Linked DNA regions of Sus scrofa: region 1 is linked to region 2. A link is a contact called in public HiChIP or PLAC-seq data. All regions are on one chromosome and are shown on one strand. Each heading gives the region's core, a stretch centred on a gene start, on an enhancer-like site or on the middle of the called end of the contact. The rest is flanking DNA. Distances are from core to core; before and after follow the strand shown.

The links. HiChIP or PLAC-seq counts read pairs in DNA pulled down with a chosen protein or histone mark.
Region 1: an H3K27ac HiChIP or PLAC-seq map of skeletal muscle shows a contact between it and region 2. The contact joins two enhancer-like sites. A contact is called at or near these places in 2 of 47 Hi-C or Micro-C datasets (liver and skeletal muscle) and 1 of 2 datasets of contacts at active chromatin or transcription factors (skeletal muscle).

What each region holds. Positions count from the first base shown.
Region 1 is chr7:8,377,645-8,380,916 of Sscrofa11.1, reverse strand. No RefSeq gene overlaps it. Among named protein-coding and RNA genes, the nearest start is that of ADTRP, 66 kb to the right of the region's middle. Within about 2 kb of position 1,511, at least 3 of the 83 cell types and tissues checked have an H3K27ac peak or open chromatin away from gene starts, as enhancers often do. A contact at or near this core is called in skeletal muscle, where this site is marked.
Region 2 is chr7:8,240,774-8,244,451 of Sscrofa11.1, reverse strand. ADTRP (androgen-dependent TFPI-regulating protein) reads left to right here. Exons shown (of 5, transcript XM_021100192.1): 5 at 136-1,682. The coding sequence ends at 170. Among named protein-coding and RNA genes, the nearest start is that of ADTRP, 71 kb to the left of the region's middle. Within about 2 kb of position 1,556, at least 14 of the 83 cell types and tissues checked have an H3K27ac peak or open chromatin away from gene starts, as enhancers often do. A contact at or near this core is called in skeletal muscle, where this site is marked.

The sequences.
Region 1 (3,272 bases), core at 262-2,761, 140 kb before region 2:
AAGGACAATGCACCCATAGATCACATAACTGTAAAATGAAAGCTGATTTAGAATACCCATGGAGAAGTTCCTGTCGTGGCTTAGTGGTTAATGAATCCGACTAGGAACCATGAGGTTATGGGTTCGATCCCTGGCCTTGCTCAGTGGGTTAAGGATATGGCATTGGCGTGAGCTGTGGTGTAGGTTGCAGATGCAGCTTGGATCCCACATTGCTGTAGCTCTGGTGTAGGTGGGTGGCTACAGCTCTGATTAGACCCCTAACCTGGGAACCTCCATATGCTGCAGGAATTGGCCCTAGATAAGGCAAAAAGACCAAAAAAAAAAAAAAAAAAAAAAAGAATACCCATGGAAATGTGAGGTAGAAGGATTATTTTCTACTTCACTGTCACCTTGGGTTTCAGTCCTTTTCATCCTGGAGTCTGCAGTATATTTGAGATTCTATCAAGATAATAACTCAGAGGCGGATCAAGATGGCAGAGGAGTAAGACGTCGCACTCATCTTCTGCCACAAACACATCAAAACAACACATCTACAGGTAAAATGACTTGCACGGGACATCTATTGAATGCTAGCAGAAAACTTAAACCTCCAAAAAGGGCAAGAAACTCTTGACATAACTGGGTAGAACAAAAGAAAAAGAGAGAGAGAAAAGGAATCCGGATGGGACTAGCATTCCTGAGAGCGAGCTGTGAAGGAAAAAAGGAATCCACGCCCTGAGAAGCCACCTAAGTGATGGAAGATCAGCCGAGACAGAGGGACCTCAAAGTTGCCAAGAAAAGTGCAGCAGCTGGACTGAGGAGGGCGAAGTAGATGAGAGCCGCATGGATCATCTGAACCACCCGCAGGGACGCCACAGCCTGAGATGCTCGGGCAGTGACTAGGTGCTGAGACTCAGGCTCCAGAGGTCCGTCCTGGGGAGAAGACTAGGGTTGCCTGTGTGGGGACAGCCTAAGGGGCTAAAAAGCAGTGTGCCACAGGCTGGAGAGTGGAACACCACAGCAGAGGAGAGGAACGCCATGGCAGATGGAATCCGGGAGAAGGTCTAGGCCCGCAGGAGAAGCAAGGCGACATTGTTGGGGAGGGTGAGAGGAGGAGAGGCAGGCCACCATAGGAATCTCCCGGGAAACCTGTGCTTGGGCTCTCGGGGAGGGGGGCACCTCTGGTGCAGGTTACAGTGGTGAGAAACCACTTGCCTGGGTAGAGACTGGGCACTTCTTGTGTGGGCTAAGGGCAACAGAGGGCTAGCTGTGATGTGGTGCCTCCTGCGTGATCTACAGATGGCAGGGACGGACTGCGGTGGTCGTCTCAGAGGCCATAGGGAGGTGTGGCCTGCCACCACTGGGGGCCCGTGAGTGGGCTCCACCTGAGGCCCCAGTCACCTCAGGGGTTGGCAAAAAAAAAAAAGAGAGGGCACTGAAACCAAGCACCGCACACTCTTGCTCTCACCCCCCTGGGAATGCACCTGCCCTGCAGCTGCCACTGCCAAATGCTCTGGGCAGCACCCAGACACTTGATCACTGTCCTTTCCCGAGACCCTACAACTAGAAGCAGCTGGTGCAGCACCTCCTGTGTGAGCTAAACAGGACAGGCACTTCTTGCCTGGTCTGCAGATGGCGGGGGAAAACCATGGCAGTTATCTCTGATTCCAGAGGTGGGTGAAGCCCACCACCACTGGGGTTCCCTGAACAAGATCCACTTGTAACTCCAACCACCTCAGAGGGCACCACAGAGGAGGGCACTGTGACAGAACACCACCTGTTGTTGCTCTCACTCCCCTGGGAGTATACCCGCCCTGCTGCTGCCACTGCCAAATGCTCTGGACAGTGCCTAGTCGCTTGATCACTGTCCCTTCCCAAGAACCTACAACTAGGAGCAGCTGGTACAGCACCTCCTATGGGGGCTAAGTGGGACAAGGTGCTTCTTGCATGGTCTACAGGAGGCAGGGGCAAACCACTGCAGTTATCTCTGACTCCAGAGGTGACCACTAGGGGTCTATGAACAGATGCCACCTGCAGCCCCCACTACCTCAAAGGCACCACAGAGGAGGGCACTGTGACCGAACACTACCTGTTGTTGCTCTCAGTCCCCTGGGAGCACATGGGCCCTGCTGCTGCCACTGCCTACTGCTCTGGGCAGTGCCCACATGTTTGATCTCTGTCACTTCCCAGGATCCTGCCACTAGGAGCATCCTGTGTAGCACCTCCTATGTGGGATAAGTGAGACAGAGTGCTTCTGGGTGGTCTGTAGGTGGAGGGGGCAAACCACCACAGTTATCACTGACTCCAGAGGTGGGTGTGGCCCGCTACCACTAGGGGTCCCTGAACAGGCACCACTTGCGGCCCCAATCACCTCAGAGAAGGGCACTGCAATTGAACACTACCTGTTGTTGCTCTTACTCCCCTGGGAACTCACACATCCCGCTGCTGCCACTGCCAAATGCTCTGGGCACCTTGTAAATCTGCCTAAGGCTCATTACCACTTCCCAGGGCCCTGCAACTAGGAGCAGCTTGTGCCACCTTCCTGCAGGTCCTTGCTGCTGTTAAGAGCCCAGCAACTGGGCACTGACTACTAGCCCTATCCATTGCCTCCTTCTCCCTGGAAATACATACACTCAGCACCCTGGGGATAACAGCCTGCTCACACCAAAGAAAGAGACAGCAAATATTCAAACTCCCACACCAAAAATAAATAGTAACCCCCTACAAAATACAAAGGAGTGCTCTTGCATAAAAGTAGTCCTCCAAGACTACAGTGCGGCTTCCCTAAACTCACAGAAAAAGAAAAACATAAGCAAGATGAAGAAGCTCAGAAACCATTCCCAGTTAATGGAACAGAAATCACATGAAGCAGCAAACAATGAAAGAGACCTCTGCAGTCTGACAGACATTGCGTTCAAAAGGGAGATAGTGAAAATACTAAAGGAATTAAGGCTGAATATCAAAGAATTAAGAGTAGATATGAACAGTATGCAGATTCCTTTAGAAATGAACTAGAAAATATAAGGAGGAACACAGAAAAATTAGAAAATTCACTTGCAGAGACACAAACTGAGCTAAGGCACTAAAGAGCAGAATGAATAAGGCGGAGGAACGAATTAGTGATTAGGAAGATAGAATAATGGAAATCACCCAATCAGAACAGCAGGCAGAAAACCAAATGAGAAAACACAAAAGCAATATAAGAGATCTATGGGATAATATAAAGTGGGCCAAACTATGCATAATAGGAATTCCAGAAGGAAAAGAAAGGGGGATTGAAAATATATTTGAAG
Region 2 (3,678 bases), core at 307-2,806:
CTTAAGCATCATGCCCTGGGAAAAGTTTCAACTTTCCAGTGTCCCATGTTAGGGTGAATGTCTACCCACACAAGAATGAACACCCATTAGGGAAACCCTGAAGGCTGAGGCCTCTTTCTGTTCTTGTCTGTGCAGGTGACATGATGCAGCAGAGGAAGAAGAGGAAGTGATTAGATGCTTTTCCAAGAACTAAGAAGGAAGAAAACACAAGAGTTTTTTTCATTTTTTTTTTCCCCCCTGGTGAGGGGACATGGTGGTGCAACATAGAAAGGCAGTAAGGACAGGGTATGATATTTAAATAAATAAGAAGGTTATGAAGGTAGCTTAATTTGAAGACTCCTGATTTTTTGAAACTTTTCCTGGACACACCCAAAACAACTCCAACTGTCTCAGAATTTATTACCTCTGTCTGACTTCTGCGGAGGATGGTCTGTGGTCAACATGTGGCTAAAGACCAAAGGAACTCATGTATATGCAGTGTTAGAGAATGTTTAGAGAGAAAAAGGGACTTAGGATCATTCAAACTCTTCACTTTCCAGAGGAGGATGCTGAGGACCTAGATGAGAAGTTACCTGCATGAGACCAAAGAGTTTGTATCAGAACTAAGACAACAGCTTTTGTCTCCCAGATTTTCTAACTCCCAGTCCTGTGCCATTTTTTTAATAATCCTAATTTTCCCAAAAAGAAGCACTTTCATAAGCTAGTTATTTTCATGGATTTCTCATCTTTTTTTTCTCAATCTAGATAGAAATGTAGGGTGGTGGCTGTTTCTGACGATGTCTAATATAATAGCAAATTAATTGGGGCAAAAATATTGAGAAATATGTTTCTCTTATAAGCAAGCATTTGGGGCAGGTAAACACTGAATATAGGGACATTGTCAAAATCTTTTCCATGAACATTAATTCATCAAATAAATGTACATTTCACTTGGGGAATAATCTGGATGGCAAATGATAATGACTGTGAGGACTGCTAAGACTGCTTTGGTACAAAGCTCTTTGCTAAATTAGTTCACGGTGTAACAAAGCTGATTGTCAGGTGATTAACAAGTGCATTCATAAATCCTGCTTTGATTTTCCCAGAGGATTTTTCTGGGTCTTTATTTACAGACACATTTTGTAAAGAATACAAATGACTAGTGGTAGGTAAACACCACCAAGTCTGTTGATGTGTCAATAGGCCCATGTAGGTTGTATGTGGATACCAGAGTAAATTGTACTTGGGCTTCCCAATTGAACATTACACAAGATAAATACACTGACACCCAGGGCAGTCTTGAAGGGTTAGGGAAGGGAGCAGAATATCCCAATGGGGTGGGCGGTCCAAGGGCCCACTACGACAGGCACCAAGAAACCCACTCAATCTCTACTCCTCTTCTAGGGTTACACAAATATGAGCCTTAAGTCTTTCTGAATTAAGCTGGGAACACCATCTCTTTTCCCACACCTGCTACTTCTTGATTGCTCCAAGCACCTGGTCTCAGCAGGAGCCCAGGAGTAGTTATCACACGGTGGAAATTCTCCAAATGTGAAGCCCTCAGGGGATCACTCAAATTTTTCCACACCCCAAAGATGACTCAGGCTGCATACTTCTCAGAGTCATAGTAAGCCCTTGGCTGGGATGAGCCTGCATATTTCTATTTGTGGCTTCAGTGACCAAATTAAACCCTGATTGCTGCATGACTGGCCACTGTGCAAGATCTACTCCAACACCACAAACACCTCAGAACCACTTCCCATTGAGCACATAAATAAGCACGCAGTGCTTCCTTGGTGCTGCTATAGCTTAAGAAAGGAGAAGCAAAACAAACAAACAAACAAAAAAAAAAACACCTGTAATGAACACTGATTAAACATACATTAAAAGGAAAACAGTATTAGCTGCCTGTGTAAGTCTGTTAAGTCCTCAGTAGTTAGAAAATAGCAAAAGTACAAACCAAATTATGAGAAAACCAACAATATTTGTACAGTGTCATGTAATTTAGAGCCACTCTCATCTCAATGACCTCATTTTATCTCCACAAAAGTCTTTTAAGTAGAAAATGTATTACATCCTCATTTTACAAATAGGCAAACTGAATTTCTGGTACTAGTGTGCTATTAAATGTTTAAAATCCAACTATCTGGAAAAAAGAAAATTTTAAGTTCCTGATTTATAATGTTTGCCCACTGCCATGGTATAAACACTCCAACATGCACTTTTTCAAGCTGCCAACATGTCCCTGGATGCAAAGTTAGGAAGAAAGACCGAGAATCACTGAATCCTCATAAGCCTGTTATGAGCCCACTCCAGCAAAACCCTGGAGTTCAGAGGAAGGGAAATGACTGATCCAGGGTCACACAGATGGTTGATTCCTGAGCCCACCTTCCTTTCTCTTTATTAGAGAACAAGGCAGGAACTGAACATCTGAAATACTTTATTTAAAAAAGCAAAAATATAGGTACAAGGCTGGACAAAAGAAGGGGTCAGGAGGCCTCAACTTGGTGGAAACTCTCACCTATACAGGCAGGGGGAGGAGCTACACTACTGCTGCATGGACTGGTCCATACCTGTAGTTATGTTCTGAAGATGCTATCTCACATGTGACACCAATTGTGAATCTGGAGAGAAGACTTACCTTGTTTGCCTAAACAGTACATTAGCCCCAGCCTCCCTGCAAATGGGTCATACATTTCTCAAGCTATTTTCAGCTCCTCTGCACCTACTCACTTGCAATACTTGTCATAACAGGAAATCAGTTTCATATACTGTAATCCCCAAGCACGTTGCACCTGCACACAGGGAACGTGGGGTGGGGGTGGCGAGGAAAGAGTGGGTAGGCTGGGCCTCCCAGAAGGCTGCCTGGACGAGCCCTGAACCCATCCCAAGTCTGGGTATCCCCACTCCAAGGGCACAAGTGTCAGAAATCAGAATCCACATCCAGACATTATTTCCCATTCTCATGCAGTTGGTAGTTCATTTTTTTTTTTTAATAAAGCATTTGAGTAGGCAGTAAAGCCAGTCAGAACTGTTTATTTATAGCTGTGGATTTTCAATGCTGTATAAATTAGAAATCATTGCTGAATGAGGCCTGCGCCCACTCACACGCAGGGCCGCTATCTGTGAGTCCTTTCACACAGTTTGACTATACACAGTCTAAAATGGGAGAAAATGACATGCTCTGAGTCAAATGACGGAGTCACAGCTAAACTGCAAAGCAGAAAACCAGCAATTATTTTTCCTCAGCACAATATGGGGAGTACGACAGGTGCAATTATCCAATATTATTTAACAGCACCGGTTTGTGGTGTAGGGAGAAAATAAAGGTTTCTGTGTCTTGGAGAGGAAAAAAAAGAGAAAAAAACCTGCCTTCCAGCTCCTGTTTCTATGGATTAGGCTGTGTTATGTAAATTGAAACTGGCCTGGATTCCAAAAATGGAAGAAGCACCTGGCTTCCTTGCCTGGGCTCCCCAGAAGCCCACCACCTGTGTCATCAGGGACTTTTGAGAAAGGCCCCTCACCTTGGGGACCCTGAACATTCTCGTCAGAGGCAGTGGCTCCAGGTAAGACTGCGTCGAAGGACGGTTTCCTGAGCTCCTGTCCTCAGAGGGAAATGATCTTCTGCACGGGCTCCCTTCTCTCGGTGAAATGCAGATGAGGTAAAAGAGAAGGCAACCCACAAGGAATAATTTTTAT